3 separate regions of the Rattus norvegicus genome follow, and all the other regions are linked to region 1. The links are chromatin contacts, called in public HiChIP or PLAC-seq maps. All regions are on one chromosome and are shown on one strand. The core of a region is the stretch at or near the end of the contact, and the rest is flanking DNA. Distances in the headings are between cores, read along the strand shown.

What was found. HiChIP or PLAC-seq counts read pairs in DNA pulled down with a chosen protein or histone mark.
Region 2: a contact with region 1 is called in an H3K27ac HiChIP or PLAC-seq map of oligodendrocytes, with 15 times the contacts expected there. The contact joins two enhancer-like sites. A contact is called at or near these places in 1 of 12 Hi-C or Micro-C datasets (frontal cortex) and 1 of 1 datasets of contacts at active chromatin or transcription factors (oligodendrocytes).
Region 3: a contact with region 1 is called in an H3K27ac HiChIP or PLAC-seq map of oligodendrocytes, with 9 times the contacts expected there. The contact joins two enhancer-like sites. A contact is called at or near these places in 1 of 12 Hi-C or Micro-C datasets (frontal cortex) and 1 of 1 datasets of contacts at active chromatin or transcription factors (oligodendrocytes).

The regions. Positions count from the first base shown.
Region 1 is chr2:16,057,553-16,061,268 of GRCr8, reverse strand. All of the region lies in intron 3 of Mir9-2hg (Mir9-2 host gene), which reads right to left. Among named protein-coding and RNA genes, the nearest start is that of Mir3597-2, 130 kb to the right of the region's middle. Within about 2 kb of position 2,053, at least 8 of the 93 cell types and tissues checked have an H3K27ac peak or open chromatin away from gene starts, as enhancers often do.
Region 2 is chr2:16,572,963-16,576,405 of GRCr8, reverse strand. It overlaps LOC102554306 (a long non-coding RNA gene), which reads left to right. Exons shown (of 4, transcript XR_590807.4): 1 at 1-1,350. Among named protein-coding and RNA genes, the nearest start is that of Tmem161b, 130 kb to the right of the region's middle. Within about 2 kb of position 1,750, at least 71 of the 93 cell types and tissues checked have an H3K27ac peak or open chromatin away from gene starts, as enhancers often do.
Region 3 is chr2:17,045,095-17,049,024 of GRCr8, reverse strand. All of the region lies in intron 2 of LOC120100662 (a long non-coding RNA gene), which reads right to left. Among named protein-coding and RNA genes, the nearest start is that of Ccnh, 520 kb to the left of the region's middle. Within about 2 kb of position 2,159, at least 15 of the 93 cell types and tissues checked have an H3K27ac peak or open chromatin away from gene starts, as enhancers often do.

The DNA of each region.
Region 1 (3,716 bases), core at 804-3,303:
ATTTAAAGGAGTTCTACTGTCCAGAATAAAAGTTCAATTTTACTTGTTATCACAAAGTTGCATTAACAGTACAGTACTGCCAAACGCATTTGGAGACACCATATGTATCTATCCGCTTGTCACATTTAATTATAAACTACTAAAAGCTGATCACTAATAAAGTTAATAAGTAAAAAGTAGTAACAATCAGGATGCAATAACCCTTGGTCTGTAAACACCAGAGAATTAATGCTAAAAACAGCAAGTGCCATTTGAATAATAAATTTGTTGTAGCAATTTTCTCTGAGAAGTGTTTTTGATGAGGTCAGTTCCCTACAACACGACCCCAGGTTTTAAGAAGCAGCCATGTTAGGCTGGGGACATCCATGATACTAGAGTGCAGAGAAGTATGTGGACTAAGAAATTTATAATACCTGTATTTCATGTGCATATACCATGGACCAAATCACATCATGCTAATATAATGACCCCAAATAGCAAAATTGCAGTAGGACTCGATACATGGCATTAATTTTATGCTATCATCATATACCAACAGAACAGAAGGTATCATTTCTGTAATACAAAAATATTGTTTTCTCTTTTGTCATAATATGACAAAATATGAGCTGTGACATCCTATTATAGACCAACCTGAGCTTTCTTTATGGAGCAAAAGCTACAAACCTTTTGTCACTATCATAATGTAAGAGTAGGTGTGAATTCCCTTGGATTGATAGGGTGTATGTGAAATGACTTCTATTGCAGCTATTCCTGTAGTGTATTTTAAGTACTTTTCTTATAAAATAAACTCATTTAGCAGCACGTTTGCATTTGTTTAGTTGAATATGACTACAGGAAGTACAACCGTGACTTAACTTCCTGTAAAATTCCCAGCTCTCCATATTTCTACTTTTTTCTACAGGTCAAGCAAAGGTTCACGTACATACAAGGTGTACCATTGAGCTTGCATCTAAGGCATGAATTTGTAAAAATCAAGTATTTCACTTCTAATACAGCCATGTCCATCCTTCTCTCAGATCCCTTGACAAATAACCTGCTTCCCTTCAACACTTTCGCAAGTTCAAGAACCACAGATGTGTCTTTCCTGAGGAGACCCTATGTACAATGTGTGGGAGTGTGGCGTAGAAAGTACATTATTCCATTAAGTCTAAGTGTTCCCTTCAGGACAGTATCATTTAAAATGCACCTAACACAGTAAGGAGTTGACAGCATAAACAAACACAGGTTTTGCATTGCAGATGTACACAATACACTTTTGTGCAGTTGACTGACTGCTTACAACAATAAAAGAAATAATTGTAGCATTCCGCTGTCAAACTTTCCAGATACTTTATAGAGAACTTCAAAAATATGATTCCTTTTTCTCAAATACAACTAATTTGAAAAGTAATGTAGTGCCACAAAACATGAATGTTTCACGCCATTGAGGGGGCTGTTATCTCTTAACAATGGACAGAATTTCACAGTCCAGTCTTTCAAAGAAATGTATTGGTACCACATACGCATGCAAGGGTATGCCTTACACGGCAGTGAGTCCAATATTATTAATATACAAATTTCAAAAGTATTTATTTACCAGTTTTGACAGTTGTCATGGACATGACTGTTTCATATGGCATTTTTGACAAAACAATTTGCTAACTGATAGTTGCAAGAGTACTGAAAGATTCCCTCCCCGCCCTACCCTTTTACAACACAAAAATGCATCCTTAATGTAACTTCTCTGCTGAAGAGAAGACAGAGCTCTATAAGACAACCTTCCCAGTGCAGTTTCGATACAAGGCAATGAATGCAAGTGTTAACAAGGCCTAGTCTTCCCTTTTGTATTTGTTTCTTCATTAAGCTCTAACTAGGCTCTGGCTCTTGTGCCCTGAAGATTTGATGTGAAGAAGGTATGACAAGCTTGGCTTCTCCTCATGCAGCTGGCACTCCTGATGCCAAAAGCCAGAGCCTGTGGTAGTGGGACGAGGGGAGTTGTTCCCAGCACAGTTTGCCTGTCAGTTTCCCATCCGCCTCGCGGTGCAGCACCCCCTCCTCAAGTTCCCCTAATGAGAAGTGGACGACAATACCAGTATTGTTGTTTCGACTGGCAATCTTGTGGAAAGAACAGTCGCTGTTTACCCAAGCATTTGTATTACCCAAACTCTGTCGACAATTACTTCTAGAGTCCCCGATTAACTCTGCTCTTTGCCTCAGCACAAAATGTCTATTGAAATAGACACCAAACAACTTTTCTGTCTCTCAGAGCATTTTAACACGTTCCTGGATATGACTCAGAGTTACCAGAAGCAAAGAAACATAGCTAGGTGTTTTGCACTCGGGATATCAAGAGCTTGTCTATCATATAAGAAACTCACATATTTAAGTGAGCTTGAAAGTCACCCTCATCCCATCGGCCCCACCCCCATCCCGCAAAGAAAAGTTATAAAGCACACCCCTTCTTCAGTTGGTACAGCCTTATACCTAGGAGCGTACGGCAAATACAAGTATATTTCAAGTAAGAATGACATTTCTGGTCAGTTTATCCCTGTTAATGTCATATGGAAAAATATGTAACAGAAAAAATGTCTACTTATTTAACTACCATGCAATTCCATGATATGCTTTTGTTTACTAAGCCTTCACAAAATGGTACTATTGCTATGCCTATTTCCATGATACTGGTAATAATTTTAATCTGTCACATCATTCTTACCCCATTCATGTCCCACCCCACATGCATTCGGCTGTTAGCAGTATGCAAAACACCATCATGAATATGCGTAATTATGGAGATTCATGGTAATTTTTCAGGGTTATCTGATGTGACGTTTATAGGACAGCAGCATACATCAATTTAAACGGGAGTGACAAATATCTTATCCTTTATATTTCTATAGTATTTTTAATATTTCTTCAACCCCTCTCCAGGGAGTAGTATGAAATGGTAAGGACTTGAATAATAAAAATGTTAAACAATCAAACTCTTTGCTAGGTGTTTTTTAAAGTAAGTTTTACAATGATTATCTACCTGTTGAAGTTTATAAAGTATACTGTATGGATTTTTTTATTCAGCAATATTTACACCATGTGTATTATACATTTCAAACCAACGAAAGCATGTGGTTTTGCATATAACATTTTAAGATGAGAACAAAATTGCTTAATTACTTTTAAACTATGGTTGCTTGCCTGACAGAACTATTTGGCAAACGTGGTCTACCAACTTTATTAAGCATAGAAACTTGAAACACTGATCTCTTTGGAGCATATTTGAATTTTGTTCTAAGTCAGCTGCACCTGTTAGAGATTTAAACATTATCTTTGTCTTGGTGACTAATTATGACTCGCGTGACAATCTCATATTTACGATTATCAAGTAGGACTCCTTTTTCTTGTTCAGACTGTTTGTCATGAATGCTGTATGGTACTAATTACATTGAAGATATAGAGACTCCCACAATGTGATTGAGAGGCATCTTAAGTTCAAAGTGAGTGAATGTGAATTATATCAAGAATTTTAAATAGTGGGGCAATCATTACCCATTCCTCGTGCCATCACCAAAAAGAGCAAAATAACTGTTCATTCACGTCATTATATCAGCCATATTTTTAATTGTGTTAAAAATAAAGTCACTAAAAGTTGACTTGATTGAAAATCACACTCCTCATTCCAATCAAACAGAGTCAGAATTCTTTTTTTCTCAGGCATGCACTTTCATGATTTCAGATTG
Region 2 (3,443 bases), core at 501-3,000, 520 kb before region 1:
CACTGTAGATTGAAATCTTAATTCAAGACTGTAAAAGCTTCTTGTGGGCTACACTTTTCTTTCCCCCATTCAGGAAAATTGTCTTCCGAGTATTCCGATTCCTTCTGCTTATCATATTCAAGATTTTAAATTTAGCATCAGCGCCAGCTTTTCCATAAAGCCTTCCCGTGAGTATGTTTCCTCATATTCTAGTTCTTTAAAAGGAATAAGCATTACTCATAGAGCTCGAATCGTTGTGACTAAAACATGTCCTCTCCTTCCTCCAGTTTCCACACCCCATTCCCCGACACGATGTTATGCTTCCTATCATGCATTTTCTGTGTTTTTGTGGTCTGTTACAGTATTATGTTAATAGACAGTAACATTGTATTAATATCACATTCTCTTGCGATTTGCTTTTTCATCCAACACTGCCTTCAAGATCGTCCATTCACTTTTAATTGCTGCCGCCCTGTATTCCACTATAGGAATGTACCAAGTCGCTGTTTCACTGCAGTCTGAGGGCTCTCGGGGCTGTTTCCGGTTGGGCTGTGAAGCACCACCTACAGATTTTCCTCCTGCTAGCGCCGGAGCAGCTCAAGGGCAGAGACCGCTCTGAGCTGCTGGGGTTTTTTGTTGTTGTTGTTTTTGGTTCTTTGGTTTTTTTTCTCCCTAATTTCCGTGGCACCTGAGAACTGGGAGATACATGAAGCGCTTCGCTTGGAAGATGCTCAGCACACAATACGCCCTGGATTTTAAAAAGCGGGTGGGGGGTCGGTAAATTATCTTAACAAAGTGCAGTTTTAAATTTGCTATGCCCTCCCTTCTCCACCGAGTAAGATTTGAGGGGAAACTGCTGCAATTCCCTTTAGAAAGTCCTCAAGGTATTTCGGGGCTGAAGTAGATCTATAAAACAAGGTCATTCCACAGTTCGGCTTTCTCCTTAGTGGATCTCCAAGCACTCTACAAGCGCTGTTTTCACGGTGACATTTCCCCCTACTTTTAAGTCAGTTCAGCGAGGTATTCAAAACTTGAAAACGTTTAGGGCGTCTCGAAAGGGCTTTGGACGCAGTCTGCATATGCATAATAGCATATTGGCCTTCTCACAGAATTATTATTTTTTCCTTTCCGTGGGCCCCAGGTCATGTTTCCGGAGTTATCGTTTAACTGCCCACCTCAAGCAGGTCCCGCGCCAACGCTCTCCGGGCTAGCCGCACTCCCCACCCTTCCTGCACCTAAGAAGATATAACGCCCTTTGATCTCCTCTCCAGTGCTTTGTGGCTTAAGGAACCTTGATGTGCAAGATAAATACAGACTGTAACTGTGGGCACGCGGAGCCATCTATCATCACCCTGCCTCTGGACGTGACCGGTACTTTGTGTATTTTAGAGAAATTAATCTGCTCTTTAGTGAGAGAAAGCCAAGGGAAGCATGCACCATCTTCCTGCAGACTCAACAGAGCATTTTCAACGTCTCTGGCTCCCCGCACCGCAAGCCACAAACTTGACCTTCGAGCGGATTTCAAAGGCAGAGGTTTCCTCCCTCTCCTTCTCTGACTCCTATGGCGCGCCTGGGCATCCTTGTGGATAGCAGCTGCCTGGACCAGAGCTGGGAACTACACGTCGAGGAGGCTGGGAGATACTAATGGGCGGCGTGGTGGGGGCTGGGGAGCGAGGAAAAGCTGGGCGGGAGGAGAGGGAGAGAGGAGGGAGTGAGAGGAGGGGTGGAGGGGGAGGATGGATCTGTCTGCATATGCATGAAGCACCCAGCACTGCCCTCTTCCCAAGCAGCTGCTGCTCTGTCGGAGGCAGAGGAGGGAGGGGGAAGGGAAGGGAAGGACCAAGATGGGCGGGGCTGCAGAAACTGCCGCTAAACTGGACGCTGGTTTGGAGGGCGAAAGAGGTGATTTGCATGGCGTCCGGTGATTGGCTGAGGTCCGGGGGCTGGGTCTGAGAGGCGGCCCCTGAATGGTTTAAGGAGAAAAATCTCTGAATTCTGATTTCTGAAAGTCGCAGCAGCGGGGTAGATGCAGTATGCGATCTGGACGCCAGGAGGCGCGATGTCCTATCTTTGTTCTGCTTAAAGGGTCCTTTTCCGTCCTCCCTCAGCCGTCCCCGCCCCCACCCCCACACGCAGGCTCACGCAGAAAGTGCAGAGAAACCCTGTGATCCAGTCAACTGGCACTGCCCCGTCTATTAAGAAAGATGAACGCTCCTTTCTCTTCCATCTCCTTCATGGGAGACCACTTTTCATTTCAGATTATCACATCAATAAATATCCTTCGAGGAACAAAAAAGGCATGTTGCCAAAAGATAAAAGAATATATGTGAGATGTGTGGACTGTAGAGAAAAGCACTACACGAAGGCAAAAGAATAGAAGCACGCATGTAAATAACGCACACAATCACATCAAGAACACAAAACACAAGGGCAGATACAGACAGATCACCCGGAGAGAACATGGGCTGCTCCCAAGGTCCTCAGAGTCTACATGCTTCTCACACGCTGAAGCACACACCCGCTGACGAGCCAATGGTCTTTCTGAACACACAAGCACACACAAGCACACACACGCACACGTACAGAATCCACACCTCAGAAAATGCATTCATGCAAATTCACACGCAGAGAAAATATTGCCGAAGAAATACTAGAGCAGAATTAAAATGGTTCATCCCCTCCCCCTCCAAAATATACTCAAGCAGAATGATTCTATTTGCATATTACTAATACACGCAGGGCGCTAAAAGGGGGAAAATGGCTCCATTTGAGGCACACACTAGAGAATACATGTATACAATACACACGCACGCGCGTCTGTGGGCGGGACACACCCACAGCCTGTGTCCTCCGCCCATGGGCACAGGCAGAGGACAGATCAGCAGCAGCGCTCAGTACAATTGTCGGAAAAAGAAACCCACCCTATTCAGCTATGAAACATGTCAGAGAGCCAAGGGTTTCTAAGACCCACACCAATACATTCTTGTTACCAAAGTGAGTTGGATTCAAAGAAATAATTAATGCATCTTAGATAATTGAGTGCTGGAACCTATTCGCTCAAACAATACTTCGAAATGACTTCAGCCTGAATATAGCTTTCTGAAACGCTTCTTTAAAAATCTCTAAGAAATTAGACATTCATTTGCTATGCTTTCCGTTGGTTTGTCTTTTATTATTTTTTTTGAAAGCACGGTAGAGACAGCATTTTTCTCTTTCTCCAAAAGACGGGAACTGATCTAGTTTTGTGAACCCAGGAGCTTCCCAGTTGTTTTCCCAGTAAAAAAAGGTGGCAGGGAAGGTCCTCTGCTTACCCTCCCAGCCAGACAGCACCACAAAAGGCATTATTACACACCCCAAATTGCAAGGGCTGTCTATATATTTACGAATCTGTTCAAATATTTAACCTCTTAACTTGCTAAATACCCCCCTCTTCTTCTTTTCTCCCTTGTGCTCTCTCTCTCCCC
Region 3 (3,930 bases), core at 910-3,409, 990 kb before region 1:
GATACACACACCACACCACTCACACACTGCCCTCCTGCTTCCCTCCTCACTCTCTTTCTCTGATGTACAAGTGAGTTCTGCTTACTTAGCGAAATAAAGGAGAGGTGCATCTGTACCAGGTATTAAAAATATCAAAAATGAACACAGTTTTTAAATTACCAGGTTTCATGAGGAAGTTATATTTAAACGTAAGCTAAAAAAAACCAACCATTTGAAATAGTAAAATAGATAGATATAATCAGCAAACATTTCTTTAATATGTATAGAATATATAGATATAGAATATGTATATAATCAGTAGCTATTTTTTATGGTTAAGATCATATTGTCATTCAAGAAGGAGATAAAAGGAAAATAAAACTTTAAATGACATAGTTTTTCTTCTATAGTCCTTTAAAAGGTGAAAATTTAGATTTGGTGTCTTTATGCATATTTATACTATATACTATATTTGGTACATAGTTTGAGATTTAAAGAAATCTTAATTTTGAAGTACACATCTACTTTAAAATATGTGTGCCTTTGTTTAACTTACAGGATGAAAATTTACACTGACCGAGACTATAACTATGGCGAATGTAATCAATGTTAAGTCTATGATTTTTATTTCTGTCTAATGGAACCACTGGCATTGAATGTCCCAGCGTTTGTGTGCCCACGCGCACGTGCCAAAAGTGAGGAAAAATAACCAACAAAATTATTTTCTGTTGCAATATTACTTGGAATATTTGCGAGGACTGTGTGGGTTTGTTAAGTCATTTTAAGTAAGTATTTTGTTTTAATTCAAAGCCTGGACCAGCATTTGAGCACCACTCCAGTTTGTGTTTTTTATGGATCTCTAACCGCTATAAAATCTGTATTGTTCTTAAGTCATGAAGCCTTCAAAATTGCCGTTTCATGAAAAAGAATGAAAGAAAAGAAAAAAGGGGAAGAAAGAAGGAAAGGAAGAAAGAAAAGGGAAAGGCTCAGGCTCCCCCAATAGCATAAAAACACTGGTTGCTGACTGAAATCATTCAAAGATTTGTTCCACACAATTATAAGTCAACTTTTTGAGTCCCTTAAAAGACAAATTCTTAGAAACAGTAAAAATAATATTAAAATGTACGAGATTAAAAAAAAAAGAATTCTTAAGCTTTTGAAATGAATCTCAACTAGAAAGAAAATCCAGTATTTGAAGATGACTTATTAGACAAAGTATAAGCGGCACACCTGGACATGCGATGCATAAAATGACATTTTAAAGCTATTTAGCAGATTGGAAAAATAAATACTTTTGCTTTCGAACAATTCACAGTTCGATACTTCGAGTGCTGCGTATAGGGCAGCCTGTCTGAGGGCCGACATCGGAAGAGAATTCGAGAACAGTTTAGGCACTGTGCCTTTCCAAAAGAAGGAATTTAGTTATTACCTAGGAATTTAGTTATGCACTGCCTTGCCTCCTGACATTTTATTTGGGTGGTGGGGAGATGGTTTGTTTCAAAGAAACGTCTTAAAATACCCACACAAAGGTATGAAAGCAGGTGATGTTTTAATTCTTTCAGAAACTGGAAATCAAAACACGGATGTGTTTTGTTTAAAGTTCAATCTAATGAAAAGAAAATGAAAAAGAAAAACTTGAAAAGGGAGAGGAAAGGGCTGAAGGAGGGAAAGAAGGGCCAGAGAAGACTAGTTCCACTCAAACTAAAATGGTACCATAAATTTATTGAAGGTTATTGAAGCCGATGAGCTATTTTGTCCTAAAATATTCATATTCTTCAACCTCGTGTTTCTTTTCTTTTCTTTCTTTTTTGGGGTCGTTGGTGGTGGTGGTGGTGAGGTTGGCTACTCCTTTCTATCAGTTGCCCCAAACAGGAATTGGTTCCTTGAGATCCCGGGGTCTCGGGGAGACTTCTCAGATGACCACTAGATGGCATGAAAGCACTGTATTGGACCTGCTCAGCCACCTTGCACAGTGCGACATTGAGGGGTTTATTCTTTTCAAGCTGCGAGCTCAGTGTTAGTCATGTAAGATGCCTTTTCTTTGAGAAAGATCTTTTTGTGTCGCATGACACTTTCCAGGACACAAAGGGAGTATTCTGTCCTCCTTCCACACGCACTCAGAAAATGTCAGATTAAATTTGGAATAGTAAAAATCATGTCAGTGTTTGCTGGGGTTTCCTGAGAACTTTACTCTCTTCCCTTTGGGGGATAGTGTGCTATTTGTTATGGGGTCTTCCTTAATAGATGGACAGAAAAGTCCCTTCACCGCTGGGCCTGCAACAACTGCAAAGTTTAAACATTCACATTCATATTTCTTTTTCTTAATTCTTTTTTTTTCTATAAAAAAAATCTCTTTGTTTTTTTCTTCACCTTACACTATTGGCGTCTCTCATTAAGGACTGTAATATGAAATGCTGGATTTAAAACTGCCGTGACAAAGGAGACATTCCCCCTTTAACATCCTCTACCAGCTAGGCAAAGCACGTCTTTGTTCTTGCTTCTCAAATACAATGTTTAAAGTTTTTGCCCGGTCACTGGGCATTTTCTAGTCTGCCCGTCCACACTTGCAGATGTACTTTTATATGTGGTACATTTCCTGTTTCCCAAGATACATATCAAACATTTCTATCCCTGTACCTCCACACCAGGAACAATTACCACACCCCTTCAGATGTTATCACTATCTGCCTTCACAAATGTCCATTGTAGACGATGTTTTGATCTTTGGATAAGTGCCTTAATTTAAAATAATGGCAAAAGGGTAAATTAGGCCTCCATGCTCAGCAGTGCATGAATGACAAATCTGTTGTAGTTGGGGCATATTTTTGATATTCCTTTAAAAGTCTCATAGCAGATTTACATATGATCAAAAATGGTATTACACATTGGTAAGCTGAAGTGCGTAATTTATTCCACGTACTACTGATATAGCTATATAATCTATACATCTAATTATACTTCTAATGGCTTTACAATGTTGATAGATGTAAAATTATATCAGTTTAAAATTTCAAGGATTTCTGGTTTGGGGGATGAGAGTTGGTTTTTATAATCTACCCTTGAAAAGCTTTTTATCCCTTACATATTATCTGAGAAGAAGATATATTGTTGGAAGTATTTTCACAGCTTTGATTTTTATAAATTTACCAAAACTAGAGATTATACCAAACATCCATTTAAAACATTTAGTAAAACAAGGATCCAATGATGGAATCATAGCTCTTTAAAATGCAAGGGTGAGAGGAATCATTGGGTACCATGGTGGTAAAACTTCCTTCACAGTCAACGTTATCTGTAGTGCCCTCTCTGTGTGGATCTAGTTTGAGAAAATTTCAGTTAATTTGTGGTGTGAACATACGGCATGGTTAATAAGTTATGTCTTCAATTTCTCTTGAAATTGATTCTATCATTTTTTACCTTGGATATAATCCCTAAAGTTCCTATGATTATTATAACACAGTGGGTTGTAACAGATCAATAAAAAATTAGAGACAAAAATCAGAAAACAGGACCCCTATGAATACACAACTGAGCTTCCCCTCTTAGGCTGTTTGTTGGTTTGAGAAACATAAAGCAAGACTGATGGTATAACCCATTTTGCTCCTCACTATTTAACATCAACGATGGGGATGAGCATAAGGTCACTCTGTGCTTGGGAACAGCCTGGGCGAGCTTGTACCTTGCGGAACTGTTATTTGGTTCTATTTGGCTCTTGCAGAAAAATACCTGCTTCAGGAGGGACATCGCTCCATAATGAATCACAACGATTGTAATGGAAACCTTTTTGAAAACATTTCAGAAAAATTCTTAAAAACTCTGACTGAGGATGAAGTGGATTCTCTGATTAGCAAGCCTGGGCTCTTGGTTTGATCTCAGCCCTCTAAAGAAACCCCACTGCCCAAAAAATTTATGTGAATGAATGATTATAAATATTCCACACAATGGAAAACA